2 separate regions of the Mus musculus genome follow, and region 1 is linked to region 2. The links are chromatin contacts, called in public ChIA-PET maps. All regions are on one chromosome and are shown on one strand. The core of a region is the stretch at or near the end of the contact, and the rest is flanking DNA. Distances in the headings are between cores, read along the strand shown.

Region 1 (2,700 bases), core at 132-2,631, 270 kb before region 2:
AAATAAGTATCTCTCAGTTTAACCAGCCTAAAGAAGGCCTCAAGAATCCTTTTTTTTTTTTTTTTAAGATTTCTTTCTTGGGTGGGCTCACAAGTGCATGCCTAGAAGCCTAGAAGGTGGGAGCTGAGTATCTCCTTCCTCCAAGTGAGTACCAGGATCAAACTCAGGTAGTCAGGCTTTGTGGCAAGCACCCCTACCTGGTATCCATATCACCCACCCTTAAGAATTCTTAATAGCTGAAATGAAAAAAAAAACAACAAAATACTCTTCCTTCAGGCAGACATACCTAGTAGATAATGAAGCAAATAAGGATTTCAAACTTTAGTGAGCTACATGTCACACTAGAGAACATTTGCTTCTTAAATGGGACGTGATGTACATCTGAGGTCAAAGGGGACATCTAGGGACATAGCTTGGCCCTAAGGCTACACAGTATGGGTGACCAAAAACCGTTCAGAGAACACAAAGAACCCATGTCTAAGTTATGCTTCTTCACTCTGAAGAACAGACGATATCAGATCATCACCTCGTCCAGAACTATAGTTAGGGCTTCAATGCTCTAAACATTGCACAGCTATGGAACAGTGTATATTACTTCTGACTTGTGGGTGCCTTAAGAGTGCAAATACAGTATATTCTATTGCCAGGTACAATTGAGAAAAAGTTTAGAAGCTTGATCCTGTGGGGGTCTGTTGTTGAGATGTTTTGTTTTTCCTCCTTCCGCAGAGGACTCACTTCAGAGACCAAGAAGGGAAAAATCAAACAAACTGAGGTTAGAAAACCTGGCTTACCGGCACCTCTGGACAGAATCTTCTTTCGAAGTGAAGGGCTGAGGCCCTTTCCCGACAAAGTGGGCAGTGCAGAACCAGTCTGCGTCCAAGACTGCTCGGGACCAGAGCGCTGAGGGGCCACGTAGGTCCCTGCAACCGCTAGGCTGAAGGGCGGTAAAGCTCACAGGCCGGGAGGCAGGGGAGGGGGGGTCTGGACGGCCGCACACTGGGATCCTGGAGTTTGGGGTCCGAGGAACAAAAACGTCACGGGTCGAAGGACTGGAGAACCCGGGGCCAGGAAGCTGGGAAATGGGAGGTACGCGGGAGGCACCGGGGAGTAAGTCAGGGCTGAAGACCGGGGGCGTCGGACAGTCACGGTATTGGGGGACCAGGGGCCTAGGGCTGCAGAATCGAGGATTACAGGGCCAGGAACTGGGTGATCTGAGAGCCGGAAGGGCAAGGAACTGAGGGTCCGCGGATGCCCGGTGTCCTGGCCGCAAACTCACCTGCTGCCCCCAGGAGGTCGGGTCCGGCCGAGGTGCCAAGCTGGACTAGGCGCTCAGATCCCCCCACCAGCCGCCAGCAGCTTCCGGCTACGTCGCGCTTTGCAAGGGCTCATGGGAGGCCTCCGAGGCGGTACTTCCGCCTCTGTGCGCGAGCCCGAGGCGAGGCTTCTTTTCCGGTCTGTCTAAACCTTCGGCTGAGCGCCAGGTTTGCAGGGTTGCCTCTGCGTGGGCAGTGCGGCAGGGCAGCGCAGATGGATCCGGGCTGCGCTATCTCCAGCGGGATTCTAGGGCGTCCACGGTCTCGACCAAGCCCGGGAACAAGGGACTTCCCGTGGCTTCTGTCAACTCGAACTCCGACCCGTGGTTTAAAATAGACTTGGGCAAGCAGTTCTGGTCAAATCAATGTATTTAGTAGCCGGCGGGTTTTAGTTTTGTGTTCACTTTGGGCCGCCCTGTGTCACTAATTCCTTCCTCATTGGCCTTTTGACGGTTTTGCTTGGGCTTTTTATTTTTATTTACTTGTTTGTTTATTTATTTTTTAAGAGACTGGGTTTCTCTGTGTAGCCCTGGCTGCCCTGGAGCTAGCTGGCTTCCAACTCTAAGATCCGCCTGCTTCTGCCCCCCCGAGTGGATCAAAAGATGTGAGCCATCGCCGCCCGGCTCGTTTGACTTTCAAATTGGCCAAAAGTCAATGTTTTATTGAGGTCAAATCAAACGTACCTGCATCGAAACTTACCGTGAGGCATTTTATCAAATTCAGATCCATACAGTTGGGACCTCAAGGGACAGTGGATCCCTTTCTCCATCCACTGTTGGAGTTTCTTTCACAGGTTTAGAGCTTTGTGTAAAGAGAGAAACAAAAAACGTAGCCTTAAGTCACTTAACCACAGCCTGATATTGTTATTTGAGATAGACTTTCACATCATAGCCTAATTTAGCCTGGAACTCGATTCAGCCTCCTGAGTTCTGGAATTATAGACACCCCACCTAGCTTCATAACATGGCATTTCTGTTTTTGTGAGAAAGGCTCTTATGTATACCAGGATGTTCCAGAACTCATACCTGCCCTCTGCAGGCTAACGTAGTGGCCAAATGCAGGGGACAGGAAGCTTACTAAGAACATAAGTGGCAAATTCCTTAATTGCAGCACTGGGGAGGCAGACAGGTCTCTGACTTCCAGGCCAGCCTGGTCTACAGAGTGAGTGCCAGGCCAACCTGGGCTATACAAAGAAATCCTACCTTTACAAACAAAAGAACAAAATCTAAGCCAGATATAATGGCTCAACCTTCCACCTCCTATAAACTTAAACACATACACATAACCATGTGAAGCCCAGGGCATAAGAAAATGGTGGCTGGAACCTCCGGTAAGGGTTCTGTGATTCTACTTTTATCATGAGGATGTGTTAATGGCCTCACCACCA
Region 2 (2,700 bases), core at 170-2,669:
TTCTGTGCTGCCAGTACCTTGTGCTCTCGGTATTGTGATGGTTGGTGTTGGGTCTCAGCTGTGTATGGATGTAGCACTGCCAGATAAAGATCTGCTGCAAATTGGACCCTGCTGTTTTTAAAGTGAAATCGAAGACTGGTGCTTTACTCTATTGCCCTCCGTGCAAAGCAGCTGGTGATTTGTTATCGGATTCTTCAGTGCTGTGCAAGTAAACGCATTTTATCTAAAGTTAGCTGTTACAGATTACTCCATGCCTAGCATGGCCCTAGGGTGGCTCTGGGTTCCATCTCCAGCACTGCACATAATAAAATGAACTGTAAGTTAAATGTTGGGTTTTAGTTTTTTATATTTAAAAATGTTTATTTAATGTGTATGAATGGTCTGCTTTTATGTATGTGTACATGCAGTGGGTGCCTGATGCCTGAGGAGGGCACTGGATCCCCAGAACTGGAGTTGTTTGGCCGCTTGTGGATGCTGGGAACTTATTTCAAGGGCAGAGTTGAGTAATCAGGGTAGGCTCCTCCTTGACTAGAATCTGAAAGGTGGTATTGAAGGATCTCACCAAGGGAAGCAGAAGCAGCCTTCTACTGTACTGAAGGAAGCCCCATGAGCTGTCATGTAATCTTGGGAAATGTTAGAAAGAAAACTACTCAAGACCTGGGCTTCTGAATGGAGCATTGGAGGCCTCTACAATGTGAGAGAGGCCTTACTAGACCGGAGCACATGTTTGTTACAGGAAGCCGAAGTTAGAGTCCAGAAGAATGGCTTCCTAGCGTTGTGTCTGTGTGCTTACATAAATAAGAAGCTGGTTGTATGGGGCAAAGCTGAGCGTCTATCCCGGCATTAACTGCCCTCAGAGCAATGTGGCTAGTGTTCACGTTGCGACCTCTTTCTGGTTTCCTTAAGTAATATGGGGGACAGTGAAGGAATATCACTGTAGTTAGCGCTAGGGGGGGAAATTCTTAAATGCCTTCGTGAGGGGACTGGGGGTGGGGCCCTTGTAGGCACGAATGCCTGGACTTTGGCTCCTGGTCCATTTTTAGGAAGAAATGGACGGGGCAAGGAGTAAAGGATAGTATGAGGGAGTGAGTCCCTGTAGGGCTGGCGCCCCTCCCCGCTCTGCACACGCCCTGCCATAGGCGAGAGCTGCAGGGCTTTGAGGTTTTCCTGGCTCCTTCCCACCGGAATCCGGTGCTGGTTTGTTCCGAAGCACCAGTCCCTGCAGACACAGAGTTTAAGCTTTTGGAATGCTGGGCCGGGTGCTGTTCAAGGATAGCTGGAGGAACCTTTTAGTGGCATTGGCTCCCAGCTTAGCCCCTTAGTTCGGGACGCGGGAATCTGTCAAGCGTGCCCGGCCAACCAGGCTGGCGCTCCGGGGAACCCGGGTGGCGCATGCGTGCAAGAAGGGCGGCACAGCCGCTCTAGCCTCGCCGTAGCTCGGTGGCCGGTCGATTTCTTCCGCTTGCCGCGCGGCCTACCACTCTAGGACGGTAGTCTCGCTGGTCTCTGCTCTATATCCGTGGTAGCTCTGGAAATGGCTGCGGGATCCCGGCGGCCGGGGTAAGTGACTCTGTACTGTGAAGGAGGGCGGAAGCCGTGTGGACCCGAACGGCACTTGGACTCCGGACAAGGTGGAGCGGCGCCATGCCGGCAGCCTAGTTCCAGCGAGCGGCGCCGATGGCGCCGAGAAAATGGCGTCGCGGCCCGCGGGGCCCTTTCCGGCCCCGGGCTGAGGGATCGCGGTGGAGCGCGCGAGGCCGGCCGGCCGGGCGGGCGGTCTGCGTCTGGTTTCTGCCGAAATCACCGGTTGTCTTGTGTAGTCCAAGATGGTCTGGGTCTGGGAGGCTGTGGAGCCCTTGATTCTGAGTCGGAGTTAGGGGCCCAGCCTCCCGAGGCCGCAGGTTCTCGACACTTGCGGTAGGGCATTCGTGGTAGGACGTGACTGGGCCTGGGCGCGAATTTGCGGGTGTACGAGCAGATATCTCATGGGGGACTTCGGGGAAGATCCAGCCTCAGCCCTGTGTAGGGCCTGGGCGTTGTCTGGGCGCTCATTGCCTCTTGCCAGTGTTGGTGGCCAGGTGTGTGTTAATGTAGATTGATCTCAACAGTGACTCTTGAGTAAGAGGCCCTGGGTTTGATTGGGAATGTTGTGTATATTTGATTTTCCACAAAAGGATGCTCCTTGTTACACTTGTCAGGCAAACTCAGTTGTGTAAGGATGACAAACAGCACACAAAAAAGATTGTGTAATTGATGACCCCTGCCAGCACTCATGACCAGCACTTTCCTCCTGCCAATCAGTGCATGTGTAGCATCATAATAGCTTGTTGAGAACGTGTGCTAGGGGACCTGAGGAGAGCTCAGGTAGGTCTTGAAGGCGAGGTGGGATGTCTTCCTGCCTTCTGTCGTTCGCAGAAGTTTTCTACTGTCAGAAAAGCTCTCTGTACCTCTTCTGGTAGGTATTGTCTTAATAGGCTAAAGAGTCTTAATTCAGTCAGTGCTGAGCACCTCAAGTAATGATTTCTCTTCAGCATATGAGTACTGTCTGTGCCAGGCTGTACACTTCTGTCAGCACAGCATGTTTTACCATGTTACACATCTGCCCTTCGATACTAGGTGACTTCGGTTTAACCCAGAAGAGCAAAGATTCATGTTGCACTTAGATCCTTACATAGTGATCCGTGTTGTAGAATCTGTTTC

Evidence for each region. ChIA-PET counts read pairs in DNA pulled down with a chosen protein or histone mark.
Region 1: an RNA polymerase II ChIA-PET map of memory CD8 T cells shows a contact between it and region 2, with 90 read pairs. The contact joins the promoter of Arfgap1 here to the promoter of Dido1 in region 2. A contact is called at or near these places in 4 of 39 promoter capture datasets (the 3T3-L1 cell line, cranial neural crest, liver and 1 more), 6 of 484 Hi-C or Micro-C datasets (the G1E-ER4 cell line, forebrain, natural killer cells and 3 more), 11 of 115 datasets of contacts at active chromatin or transcription factors (the SCID.adh cell line, astrocytes, effector CD8 T cells and 6 more) and 3 of 9 other capture datasets (adipose tissue, liver and pancreatic islet).

Annotation. Positions count from the first base shown.
Region 1 is chr2:180,965,906-180,968,605 of GRCm38.p6, reverse strand. It overlaps Arfgap1 (ADP-ribosylation factor GTPase activating protein 1), which reads right to left and starts at 1,381. Exons shown (of 14, transcript NM_145760.3): 1 at 1,277-1,381; 2 at 792-1,004.
Region 2 is chr2:180,700,821-180,703,520 of GRCm38.p6, reverse strand. Dido1 (death inducer-obliterator 1) reads left to right here and starts at 1,419. Exons shown (of 16, transcript NM_175551.4): 1 at 1,419-1,560.